3 separate regions of the Zea mays genome follow, and all the other regions are linked to region 1. The links are chromatin contacts, called in public Hi-C maps. All regions are on one chromosome and are shown on one strand. The core of a region is the stretch at or near the end of the contact, and the rest is flanking DNA. Distances in the headings are between cores, read along the strand shown.

What was found. Hi-C and Micro-C count contacts between places; a contact is called where the count stands out from the background.
Region 2: a contact with region 1 is called in a Hi-C map of leaf, with 8 times the contacts expected there. The contact joins the promoter of LOC100282309 here to the promoter of LOC100280987 in region 1. A contact is called at or near these places in 8 of 25 Hi-C or Micro-C datasets (bundle sheath, endosperm, leaf and 2 more) and 1 of 3 datasets of contacts at active chromatin or transcription factors (leaf).
Region 3: a Hi-C map of endosperm shows a contact between it and region 1, with 2.9 times the contacts expected there. The contact joins the promoter of LOC100279228 here to the promoter of LOC100280987 in region 1. A contact is called at or near these places in 7 of 25 Hi-C or Micro-C datasets (bundle sheath, ear, endosperm and 3 more).

Annotation. Positions count from the first base shown.
Region 1 is chr4:76,340,243-76,344,636 of Zm-B73-REFERENCE-NAM-5.0, forward strand. LOC100280987 reads left to right here and starts at 2,301. Exons shown (of 1, transcript NM_001153907.2): 1 at 2,301-3,570. The coding sequence starts at 2,385. The coding sequence ends at 3,347. LOC103653407 (cytochrome B5-like protein) reads right to left here. Exons shown (of 6, transcript XM_008680323.4): 6 at 3,693-4,204. The coding sequence ends at 4,138.
Region 2 is chr4:76,025,391-76,030,063 of Zm-B73-REFERENCE-NAM-5.0, forward strand. LOC100282309 reads left to right here and starts at 2,486. Exons shown (of 8, transcript NM_001155221.2): 1 at 2,486-2,592; 2 at 3,354-3,424.
Region 3 is chr4:75,870,312-75,874,914 of Zm-B73-REFERENCE-NAM-5.0, forward strand. It overlaps LOC100279228, which reads left to right and starts at 1,971. Exons shown (of 12, transcript NM_001152250.1): 1 at 1,971-2,233; 2 at 3,348-4,603. The coding sequence starts at 3,434.

The DNA of each region.
Region 1 (4,394 bases), core at 1,051-3,550:
ATCCACTCAATCTTGGGCTGGTTTGGTTCCTGGCTTGGCTTCAACCCTGGCCTGCCGAACAGAGCCTGAGGGGTTTCAATCCCTAGTAAGTTAAAATTTCTCTCAATCCGTATCAATTTCATCCAATCTATATATATTGAAAATAACCGAATAAGCATTAAGAGGTTTTGTCTCTGCATGTGCATGCCTCCTGTTGAATTGTAATTTGCCATTACGTGCAAGGACGTTCTAACAGCAATTATTATGTTGCTAACCCAGTGCCCCGGGGTGCTGCAGTACCCAGAAACAGAAGGGATACGTACCGGCCTACTGATAAGAACAGAATATCTATCGCGTAGCTCAAAGAAAAAAAAAAGATATACGTACGTACCTACGAAGAACTGATCTTTCGTCTCTCTCTAATATATCATGTGGTGTGTGACGTCACCAGGCCAAGTGGTGACTTTTCGTCTGCGACGTCATGGGAGATCGACGCATGCACTTGCGGTTTTGTTTTAATTCCAGCGACGCGCAAAGAGGGCTGATGAGGATTCCTCGTGTACACGTCGGCCGGTCGCCGGTCAAGCCTGTCTGAAGAGATGATGATTCGATTTCTCCACGTCCAAACCCCTGTCCATCGCTTCCCACGCCACTTCACTGTATTTAATTAACAATAAAAACATCTCACTCTCGCCATCAGCCTCAGACCCTTCTAGAATATATATAATATACCTCGATTTATATAAGAATTATACATTGGTCAACAGAGATTAGTTTTGTTAGACTTTCTTCAAGTTGTATGCTTTACTATATGATGGAATCCACGTGGATCCATGATACTGTAGCGCGAAATCGCACAGGTGAACTGAAGCTGCCCGCAAAAAAAAAACATAATAACACCCACACCCGCACCAAGTCGAGACTCATCGAGGTTGGACGGGCAGGTTTCACGGTAAGAAATGGCACTGCATGAGGTACTTACTATACGCTTAATTCACAATTGTTTTAAGTTCAATCTAGTCTAGGTCAAACGGAACTAAGGTTTAGTCGAGTGTTGTTCGAATATATGGAATAAAGGCAACATAAAAAAACCTTTGGTGGACAAAGATACCCACGTGCGCCTTTTTAGTTTATATTAGTCCATATTTGCCAACAGATGAGCTTATAGCTAGCTACTTGGCCACTTGGGATTGTACCATGGCGTGCCACGACGCTACCTGCAGCAGCGAAATAGTGAGAAAAGGCTACTTATGGTTATGACAAGTCGGTGAGGTTTGAACCGGTCAGGATTTTGACTTTGAACCCTCAGTTGGATCGCACTGCAGTCTGCAGCTAGCTGCAGCTGCGGCCTTGTGCTTGTGTTTGTGTGTCTGCCATGAGGTCAGGTCATATATGCCTGGGCCTGCTGCACTCTCCCTCTCCCCAGCTGGATGAGAAAGCAGAGAAGTGAAGTAAAGGGGAGGCGGATTAGCAAAGACCGTGGAACCGGTCCAAGGTTCCCCAATGCATGTTTAGACCTTGTTCGTTTGTGTCGGATTGGTGGGTCGGATCGATTACAAGCCGGATTGCTTCTATAATTTATATAAATTTTGATTAGCCGGAATAATTCCAGGTGCAATCCGATATAAACGAACAGGGCCTTAGCGGTAGCGGATCCCGGGCCCGACCCTGACCCGGTCGGTGGGTTCGTTCAACGGTCAAACAACATATCCCACTCGAGTCAAACCGCCAAAGTGATGGATTGGATTGAATGACCCATGATTAGCGACCACAAGACCGCCTGGATCGTTCCAGCAGAAGGCAATAAGGCGTCACAAGTCGTTTTTCGCCATCAACTCTCCCTTATTATTATAATTATTTAATTTTGCTTTTACATATACTACAGTGCAAATGTACGAACGTATGAGATTGGATTCGAAAGTTAGTACCTAATGCTCTCTTCCATTTTGAGTTAAAAGTTATTTTAACTTTTTTAGGTATCAATGTTTTTAAATTCAAATACCAGCGAGTGAAGTTGATCAGATGCTGAGTACTGAGACTCTGAGAGGATAGCAGGAGATGAGAATCAGTCAATCAGAAGCCGTGACCCCCCCCCCCCCCCCCCCCCCCCCCCCCCCCGACCCGGCAAGGCGGGCAGCCAATCGCAGCGCGGTCTCCCCGATCTCGGCCGGTCAAACAAATGATCGGCTTCCTCTGCTCGCCTCGCCTCGCCTCAGCTCACTTGAAATTCCCCCACGCGGACGCGCTTCCCCCTCCGGCCTCCCTCCCTCGCTTTCGCTTGCTATAAAAACATCCTCCTCTTCCTCCACGTCGAGCCAAGCCACTCCTGAGTCCTGATCTCCGATCGCTCGCCACCTCACGACCGGACTCCCCTGCTCCAGCTCTCACCTATCCTCGAAGCAGCAATGGCTGAAGCCGTGGAGAGCGGCGGGCGGGCGCTCCTGGTCTCGGAGTTGGGCCGCGTGCAGGACCTGGTGAGCCAGCTCGAGCTGCAGCTGCGCGCGCCCGCGGACGCGGACTCCGTCGACCTCTGCCGCTGCCTCGTGCAACAGATCGTCGCGCTCACCGACCGCTCCATCGGCATGCTCCACTCGTCACCGGACCTCGCCCCCTCGCCGCTGACCGCCACGGGGAGCCCGATAAGCAGTGACGCCGCCTCCGACCACCACCCCTTCCGCCCCGCCGGCGCCAGCCCCAAGAAGCGCAAGGCCACGGCGCGCTGGACCAGCCAGCAGGTGCGCGTCAGCGCCGACGACGGCCACAGCTGGCGCAAGTACGGCCAGAAGGACATCCTCGGCGCCAGGCACCCGCGGGCCTACTACCGCTGCACGCACCGCAACTCGCAGAACTGCCTGGCCACCAAGCAGGTGCAGCGCGCCGACGACCACCCCGCGCTCTTCGACGTCGTCTACCACGGCGAGCACACCTGCAGGCCCGCCGCCGCCGGCGGCGGGTCCAAGAGGGCGCAGCAGCACAACCCGCACGCGCAGGCCGCGCTGCAGGGCCTCGCCGCGCGGCTCACGGTGGCCACCACCACCACGGACAACGCCGCCGGGCTCCCGCCGATGACGCCCGAGAGCTGCCCCGTGCGGGGCGCCTCGTCCCCGTGGTCCCTCGCGTCGCCCGTCGGCTCCGACTTCAACGGCTGCCTGCACCAGGGCATCTCGCCTTGCCCGGTGCCCGGGTACAGGGACTGGACCTCGGACGTGGACCTCCAGGAGGTGGTGTCATCGGCGTTCGCCGCCGTCTCGTCGGTTGCGCCCCTTCCGGTGCCTGACGACGAATTCATGCCTCTCGAATGCGTCGAATACGTATTCGACCAGAACTTCGACATTGACACCGCAATGCCAAGCCTCTACTATCCATGAGAAGAGCAACTGATCGGCAGCACTGTCCACTTCTCCAAGACAGGAGGGAGGAGCAGAGCTGCAGCAGAGGAGCCTATTCCTGAGAACTGTGCAGTAGCAGAAGCCAGCAAAGCTTTTAGGATACATTTTAATGTCTCATTATCTTTTCTTTCTTTCTTTCTTTCCCTTTCATGGGTTGGGTTTTGTTGATTTCACTCAGCAAGAGAAAAGTTAATTTTTACTACTCACGGAACAATCAGCTCAATCTCAGAAATTATGTTCTCTTCATACTGTTCACTTTCATGTTTGCATACCATCAATTCCTTAGAGCACGACAAATCTTAAATAACGCATTCAACAGCCAAGTTAAAATCAAACTCGGGACATCTTCAATGTAACATCACTCGAGAAATGATCGTGTGAAACAGATTCTGATTTAAGCCCCGTTCGGTTAGGCTGGAACAAAACTAGGAACTATTCCAGGTTACTAATTGTTATACAAATTATACAATTATTCCAGCTGAAATCCTTTCTGGAGTAGATTCCTGAATAACCGAACGGGCCCTTAGCCAGAACAATTACAAGCGTTTTGGAGTCTTGTCCAACAACAGAAATGTAAAGACACAGTCACACAACAGCAGAATAAAAACGCAGTGCTACATCACAGCTCCTAGCAGCCCCGATGACAATTGTGGAACAATTACACTGACATCTCAAATGCTTGAAGGTTGCAATGCTTAAAATGTTGGATAACATGTAGCTTCTCAAAACTTGATTTCCGGAAAATTCCACGAATTCAATACAAGCTACCCTATGCCTTCAACTGACCGATGCAGAAATCCTCGATGATATCGAAGACCCTAGTGCCGTGCTGTGGCCTGTGGGTCCATATAAAAGAATGTCATGGAGCTGAGCAAGGAAAACAGAAACTAACCAGAGATTGAGTCCGTTCATGCAAGAAGCATGAAAGTGGCAGTAGCAAAGGTGTATTGTGACACATTTCCAGTCCAGGAGAAGGCAGAGTAAGAAAGACATGCTCCATCAATACCATGATTGCATGACATAGCT
Region 2 (4,673 bases), core at 1,236-3,735, 310 kb before region 1:
CCACCTTTCGAGGCCGAGGCCCAAGGTCGGGCGAGGCGGAGCTTCCTGTTGCGCCTGAGGCTGGACTTAGCTGTTGTCAGCCTCACCCTGGCGGGTGGCACAACAGTCGAAGCGGGGCAGGCGACGCTGTTTTCCTGTCAGGTTAGTCAGTGAAGGGGCGAAGTGACTGCGGTCACTTCGGCCCTGCCGACTGAGGAACGTGCGTCAGGATAAGGTGTCAGGCGATCCTCGCATTGAATGCTCCTGCAATACGGTCGGTTGGCGAGGCGATCTGGCCAAGGTTGCTTCACTGCGAAGCCTGCCCGAGCTGGGCCTCGGGCGAGTCGAGGGTGCGCCCGTTGCTTGAGGAGGCCCTCGGGCGAGGCGTGAATTCGCCTGGGACTATTGTTCCTGCCCGAGGCTGGGCTCGGGCGAGGCAAGATCGCGTCCCTTGAGTAGACGGAGCCTTGACCTGAATTACGCCCATCAGTCTCTGCAGCTTGTGCTGATGGTGATTACCAGTCGAGTTTAGGAGTGTTGGGGGTACCCCTAATTATGGTACCCGACAACCCTACTCCACTGTAAGATGTATTGTTTGTAGGCTTGTATGAGCCAGCGAGTCTGAGATTGCGTCTGAGTCTCGTAACGTCGCATGCCTCCCCTTTTATAGCTGAAGGGGGGCATGCACAAAGGTACTAAGCCCGACACGTGGGCCTAGGGACATAGAGAATATAACATTTGGGACTATAAATATTTGCTGCCGGGGCAATCCTCTTGTGTCCTGTCGTCCGAGATCTGTGTATCTTCGGCGTGTAGGAGAGGCTTCTTGTAGAAGGGATAACACAGTGCACTACTTGGTACGGGCGCACTGTTCGCCAGCAGACCCAGCATGCACGCCGCCTGCTAGATGACCTTGACGCCGCATGCCAGCGGATGGGACGGGACATATTAAATGCTGAGAGGGCACATCGCCCGTCAGCGCAGTGGAAGGCGGCGCGTCCTCTCCTCAATAAATGCAGGGGCTACACGGCTTTACGTCAGGCTCGGCCCGATGGCTTATGTCATGGGCCACAAGCAGCGGGCCTTCGCCTGCGCGGGGAGCGGAGAGCAAGGCTTGCACACGTGTCAGCATCGGACCCCTGCATACCCTAAGGTCCTTCTCGTTCCGGAACCCTGCCGGGGTTCGGACCTACCCGGGGGCTCCGGACCTGTATGTATATAGGGGCCCGGTGACCCTCAGTGGGGGTCCGGTCTTACTGAGGCATGGTGCCTATCCTCGCCACGTGGCGCCCTTTGGCCCGCCCATCCGGTGGAGTTAGGCGCGGTCCTCCGCGCGGCCAGGAGACGTCGCATGGGTGCGACGCCTTTATGCTGTAGGAGAGGGTACCCCTGATTTAGGGTACCGACATAGCCGAAAACACTTACTTGTTATCTGATAACATTAAAAATATCTTCTAACATTTTGTGATACAAAGTCATCGCTTATATTATTGAGATCAATCTCATCCAACAACTTTTTTTCGATATATAGAATCGACAAGCCATTTAACCTCTATTGAGTTATTGTTAACCATAAATAGTTCACAAAAATATTTCAATTTTAAAAAGCTTCTCTCTGCCGATGCAACCATCACGTGTATAGTAAAAATACTCTCTCTATATCAAAATAGAATTTGTTTTGCTTCTTTAGTGGATTCATCATTATATAGTTGAATATAAACATAAAAATCAAGAGCTAAAACAAATACTATTTTGAAACGGCGCATTATATATAATTGATGTAGTAGTGTAGTGGTATAGGAGAGTATGCGCGAGAGAGATGTTGCGAGTTCGAATCTCACCATTCACAAAACATGTAAATTTGAAATTCATTTAGTGCCTAAGTAATTGAGACATTAGTTTAACAATCTAAACGAAATTGGTCGATAGCGTATCGCTCTTTACATATTTGTGTTTAGAATAGATATGTTTAACAGGAAAAAGTGCTAGCGTCCAGTGACTAAGAAGGGACCCTCTATTTTTGGGGGCCCGGTGCGGCCGCACCCTCCGCACCCCTCCGGTATGACCCTGGGCGTGGTTGTGGAGGGCGCGTGCGGGAGTGTCACAGCGGGCGACGTGGAGAGGAGAAACCCGATGGAGACGTGCGGTTAGTTAGGTTTAGCATGAGAGGTGAGGCCATTCATAAGACTGCAGATTCGATTTCAAAGAAGTACAAGGTGTTTTAATATAGTACATAGATAGATAACATATTAGAAATAGAGAAGAGATAGAGATAGAGATAGAGATAAAGATTTATTAAACATTATATCAATCTTTTATTTGTTTAAAACGAATTTTATTTTAGTACAGATGTGTACTGTTTATGTAGCAGATTTTGAATAAAATAAAAGATTACGAATTTCAACCCATATGGGCCCGTTTAACGGCGGCACGACAAGCAAGCGGTCACGTGAGAGCTGATTTTTCTCGCAGCGGGTAGCGGTAGCCCTGTCCCTGACCTGATCCTGACCCGTGCGGGCGTGCGGCTCCTCGCGGACAGCTCCAGACTCCAGAGCCGCCTCTTCGCCCTCTCGCCATCGGCAGGCTACGGTGGCTGCTTCCCCGAGCCTGCAGGTGCTGGCTACTATCTCCGATGTTCCCTTCCACCTCCTCTGGCTTCTACCTCAGCCGTCCCCCTTCCTCTTCCTCGTAGCTCTTCGCGTTCCTGTGGATCTGACATTTTCCTCGTGAATCCACGGCTCAGATCGGGTGGTAGATCTGGTTGGCCTAGTCGCTGTCGGATGCAGTTGCCGAGCTAGGTCGCGGCTGCGCGGCGGCGGTCGGGGTCTTGCGTCGCCAGATCTGGATAGGAAAACGCCGCGCACAAGCTGAGCTAAATTCTGTTCGATTCGAGTTCTTATAGGGGTTCTTGTGGCTGCGTGTTTTGAATTTTTTCCCACTGGTTCTGGGGTGCCGAGAAAGGGAATCGTGGCTGACTCTTGTTGCCGTCGTCGAGCCAGATCTGGTCATGCTGCTACCGTGGATGTCTTATTGCTTGATCTCCTTTGTTTTTTAATTCCTTCGGTTCAAGAATAGCATCATTACCATGAGCATACATACCAGAGAAACGGAGACAGATTCGGAAATTTTCATTTATTGCTAGCTTGTAGTTTTGGGGTCCTATAATATTTTTCTTGGTTCTCTTAATTAATTGAGCTAGTAAATCAACAAATCTGCCACTACAGCCGTCACGGGCAAACATAAAAAAACTGAACAACACCAAATTGAGGCGCCTAGTCCACAAACCTGAACTGCTGAACTTAAATGTCTGGAAGCCACAGTTTCTGATTTCTGATGGTTTGTTTTTATGCTCATTTACTCTTTCTTTCTTCCAGGTAGACCACCTTGTGTTGATTCCTCGAGTCTTCACCTGGTGCTTCCGTTTGCAGCTTCATTTTTAACTAAGGTACTTAGATCACATATTCACATCACTGCCAAGTATTATGGTATATAGGCTCCTCTGTCATATGTGGGTCTAGGCTAGGAAGTTTCCTGTTTGAAAATCTAACCTACTGGGGAGATGTCCAACAATCCCAAGAAACCCCACATTCTATGAAACGCTATGTTTACTTGTTGATATAGGCTTCAAAAGCTAGCTTCTCCTTGAACTCGATCATTACTTGGTTGATGTTTTGCATTGGTAAACACTAAACACTTGAGGTGGGGTCACCGGATCATGTATGTTCTGGCATATCATCATTTATTATTTAGTCTCGTTTTGCATTTCATTAGTCAGTGGATGCTTCAGGAGTACGGTGTATAATTAAACCATCATTTTTAAATAATTTATGGTTTGGTGCATGTGAGTATTACCATTGTTGTTAAGGTGTTCTTAAAGCGTCGCTTAGGCGATAAGGCGTGCAGCAGCGGCAAGGCGTCGCTCTCGCCTTAGAACAGAGACTAAGGCATCCGCCTTGACCAGTACAGCGTCGTCATGGCGCCTTGAAGCTTGCTAAGGCGTCACTTTGGAGACGCCTTGAAGGTCTGCAGCGTTGCTGACTTGCCCGTTAGTCTCCTGGCGGATCTGCACCGGCAGTGGTGTTGGTCTCCTGGCGGCTCTGCACCGGCCCCTCCCCTCCGTGAGCTCTCCAGGCAAGATAGAGGGAGGAGGGAAGAGGAGAGGGGGCACATACCCATAGCAGATTTGGCTGCAGCGAGCTGAGTGCTGGCGGCGGCAGTGAGATGAGTGTTGGCGGCTAGGGAGGGAAGGAGAAAAGAGGCTGGAGGTGTGGCAGTTTGGGAGTGTGGGCTATGTGGCTGAAGGGTAACCTAATTTTGATGGGCTATGTGGGCTGTTGGGCTGCCTGAGCTAATTGGACTCCTATTTGCTACTATAATAGTATTATGAGACTATATTCCTATATAGCGAAAGGGCCTCTAGCCTAGTGGTTAAGGACTTCTGAGTAGCACCTCCAAGTCTTGGGTTCGATTCCCCTCGGGAGCGAATTTTCAGGCTTGGTTAAAAAATCCCCTCGTTGTGCCCATCCGCTCTCGGGTTACGATGTCCTGTGCGCCACCCTCCGGTTGGGCCGTTGCAGAGTGGACAGTTGACGCCGGCCCGTTAGTGATGGGGGGCCAGGGTTCGGGGATTTTCTCGGCTGGGACCATTGTTTCGGTCTCTTCTTAATATAATACCGGGAGGGCGGTCTTTCCCT
Region 3 (4,603 bases), core at 721-3,220, 470 kb before region 1:
ATGAACAACTTTATCTTCCTTCACATGTAATCGTAATAATACTCAGATTCTCTCCACAGCCAGATTCTCCCCACAGCCAGATTTTCAGAAAAGCTGGTCAGAAAAAAGTTGAACCAAACAGGCCCAATGTTTGCTCTATGCTGCTCATATGACTGGTCATCCCTTTCCGGCTTTCTGGGAGGGGCCGAAAAGTATTCGCCCCCATGTGTCTCGGATGTTATATTACAGTGCTGGGGCGCTATAGGATGTGACGGGAGGTTTAGCTGGGACGGATGTGTTGTTGGGTAATAATCATAATCATTAGGTTCTGTGGATTCAGCGGATTCAGCGTCGGATCGTTCGGTCAAATACACGGACCATCCGACTGCGTGTGCGAACTGTCTGACTGCATGGCCGGATCGTCCAATAATGTATTCGAACTGTCCGGTGCTATGTGAGGATGGTCCAAATTGTTTGTTTAGGGTTTGCACGGGACGTGGCAGCTCGGGCACGGGTCTCGGTAATTCGATTCTAAAAACGGGCTCGACTACTGTTAGCCTGGAGGGTCCACGCTCATGCGCGGACCGTCCAACCGTATGCAGGTCGACGGGTTTACCCCGATCTGCGTAGGAGGCTGTGGTTGTCAAGGATATGTGTTTATCACCATCTCGTAAAGGGGTTGTGATTAGCCATGTCAATCTATAGCCGATGAATCGCCCATGTTTTCACCAAATTCAACCTCGTGCGAAGAAAAATTCGCGACAATAGATTTATCAAATGCGTGCACTAGCCTCTTATAATCATTTTGCTTACCCCATATGATTTGTTGCTTTTGGTCTCGCTGCTCATCTATGCAAACTCTAAAAGATTGAATTTTATTTGTCTCGCTTACCTTGGGGTAGTTGTAGTAGGACAAAGCAAAGCTAGACCAGTCGCCCGCTGTCGGACGACCTTGTGATTCCTGTCCATTTTGAAGTTAGTCAGGAATTTCACCTGTGCTTCCTTGATCAGCTGCTCCTTGTGCTCTTCGAACTCCTGCTGATCTTCAGCCGGTAGAGTTTCCTAGGTCGCCTCAATGATGTTACTGGGAGAGACGTCTGAGTTATCTTTTGAAACGACCATTGAGGGCCGATCTATCTATTTATGGACCAGCACCTATGGGTGAAACATCTGTGGGCCAGACCGTTCGGTTAGAGCCGGATCGTTCAGTTAGAGCCGAACCGTTCGACTGTGCCCAGTAGGGGTGGAAACGAGCCGAGCCGAGCTTGGCTCGCTGTGGCTCGCTCATGCAACGAGCCGAGCTTGGCTCGGCTCGCCCATCTGGCGAGCTCGAAAACGAGACTCGGCTCGGCTCGGCTCGCTCCTGGCTCGCGAGCCGGCTCGCCGAGCCAACGAGCCTAGGCATAAACGTAAAACTGCTCTCTAAATTATAATATAAAATCTTAAAAATATTTTAAATAACATATTTTAAATTTCTAAAATAGATATATCACTAATATAATATAGAAAATAGATTATTTTTTATAGCAATCTTAAATAACATAAATTAATTGTCCACTCGATACTAATATTATATGCTAATTATGATTTTATGTAACAAATTATTGTTGAATCGAGCCACGAGCCAGCTCGTGAGCTGCACCGAGCCGAGCCGAGCTGGCTCGCTCTTTTCACGAGCCACAAAAACAGGCTCGGCTCGGGCTCGTTCTGAGCGTCGAGCCGGTCCGAGCCGAGCCGAGCTGCTGCGAGCCCGAGCCAGCTCGTCGAGCTCGAGCTTTTTTTCTAGCCCTAGTGCCCAGTGCTACAAATGATGCTCAACACTTATTTTAAGGACGCAAGAAAATAAAATTGACATTTAAAATTATTGGGTCTATAAAAACATGTGAATAGGTATATTTTGTCCACTACACGCTGGTTAAACGGGCGTACGACGATTGACGGGGGTATTCTAGCCAGCGGCGACCTAAATAATCAATTTTAAAGTGACCCATTTCGTCAAATTCATCTTCTTCGTCTTCATCGCAGCATCGGCGCTCCATCTTCTGCTCCCTCCCCCACTTCGTGCTCGGGTTCCATCTTCCGCTCCTTCCCCCACTCGCGGTCGGCACGCAGGCTCGGCCGGCGTCAGCGGCTCCCCATCCCGCCAGTACAGGAAGAGGGCCGCCGCTTGGAGCTCGCGGGAGGTAGCGTCGCCACCGCCGCATGGAGGTCCCGAATGGCTGAATCCTGACCGCTGCCTGGAGAGTCTCGCGCCGTAAGCCTCTATGTACCCGCGCCTACTCGTAATCCCGCGTCCCTGACCTCTAACTCCTTCCCCAAACCCTACAAAGGCCAAGGCGTCTGCAAATCGACGCCTTGCCGACGCTCGAAGCGCCGGGGCGACGCCTCAATCCCTAAGGCGGACGCCTTACGAGCTTCCGCAAGGCGGCCAGGACGCCCTAGCAGGCGAACTTGCCTCACCGCTTAAGCGTAGCGATTCCTTAAAAACTCAACTTGACCCTAAATCAGTTCAAATTTGGATCAAGTTTGAATCTATCCCATTTGGGGTTACATCTGAAATGAATACACTAACTATGTTTTCAACTTTTCATATCTATTTCAAATATGCTTCAGAACCCATTTAGAAAAAAAGGCCAAATTTTATCGCAGAATGTTCGTATTTTCTTTGAGTGCTGTCTGTTTTGTAGGAAGGGGATTGTTTTTCACTTGATGAATGAAACTTGGTACTCCATCCATTTTTAAATATATGATGGTGTTTCAGACAAGCTTTGCAAGAAGTCTTACCCTGTTTGTTTCTTCTGCGGGCATGTCTCTGTGATACATATTTTGTTCTGTCTCTACAAGTTCATGTTACAATCACTTACTTGTTTTTGTATATTTCAGTGCTATAAACGTACCTGTAGACTGATCTCCTTGAATTTTACCAAATACATTCGTTCTATGCCATTTTATTCCCTGGGTTCTAGTCAATATAAGTAGATTGCTCTATTTTTAAATATGCAGAAGAGTTGTGTATCTTTGTATGAAGAGAGGGAGAAGAAATGGTCCATTACAAAAACCACTCTCTCTAGGAGAATAGAGAGTTCGGACTATGAAAGAAAACAGTAGCACTTGAAAAATGGAAAACAACTCGGGACCCTACCAGGGCTAATTGAACTAACCCCTTAACATGACTTGATTGGATCAATTTAGAGTTACAGGTCTAAGGATTACTAGTTCAAAGACGGCTATATTCCTTGACAGACCTTCATCACAATTACTGCGTGTCTGATGTGTGATTTTCTGATGTTTCTTGAGTAAATTTTATAAAACAAAACAAAAACTAAGTAACCGATGTATCCTGTTCTGATCCAATCTTCTTCTTGTAGTAAATCACATCATATTGAGCTTCTCGCCTTTGGATCCGTCTTATTATTTGCTCACACTGAAGAATTAGTTTGCACTTTGGAGGAAAATGAGTGGTGCTCCAAAGAGGTTGCTCGAGGAAGGTAGTCACTCCACACCAACAAAACGCCCTTTGGATGACAGCAGCTTGTATTCGAGTCCTGGGAAATTTATTCAGTCCGGTGGCAGTGATTTCCATGGTTCTTCTGAACATGATGGTAGATTTGCGAAATTTCAACGTGTGGAGTCTCGTGATGATAAGAGGCCATCTGTACATCGGATGCCTGTTGGCTCCACTAACTTTGCTGTTCACCCCATCTCGTCTGACAGCAGATTAGAGTCAAAGCAAAATAAAGATGCACGGGACAGTAAGGCAGATGACCGCGAAACAAAAGTCGATGCCAGGGACGTTCATAGTGATTCAAGGATTGAATTTCAGGCTAATAAAATTGAGAGTGATGTAAAGGTAGACAATAGAGCAGATGAAAGTGAAATAAGGGCTGACAGGAGGGGCCATCCTGATTACAGAACTGACATAAAATTTGGTAAGGATAGTCATTCTACTGTTCCAGCAAACATAAACTGGAAGGACAACAAGGAGCACAGGGGTAAAAGACATTTTGAACCGCCCGCTGATACTGTGGATTGGCGTTTGCCCCGTCCTAGTTTACAAAGTATCGATGAAGCTCCCAAAGGTCCAATTTCTGTGGAAGGACGTAATTCCAAGGACACAAATGAATCTGCTGGTGATTACAAAGCTGAACCAAAAAACGAAGATAGGTTCAGAGACAAGGACAGGAAAAAGAAGGACGAGAAGCATAGGGACTTCGGTGCAAGAGAAGGCGATAGAAATGATCGTCGGACCGGTGTACCACTTGGCAGTAGTGGTGTTGAGCGAAGAGAAATGCAAAGGGAAGATAGGGATGCTGAGAAATGGGACAGGGAAAGAAAAGATTCCCTGCGAGACAAGGAAGGCAATGATAGGGAGAAGGATTCTGCTAGGAAAGATTCATCTGTAGTAATTGCAAAGGATAACCCTATACTAGAAAAAGCTTCATCTGATGGAGCTGTTAAGAGTGCTGAGCATGAGAATACGACAACAGAATCCAAGGCACCTAAGGATGATGTATGGAAAGCTCACGATAGGGATCCTAAGGACAAGAAAAGAGAGAAGGATGTGGATGCAGGAGACTGGCTTGAGCAACGAAACAAATATAATGATAAGGAATTAGATGACAAT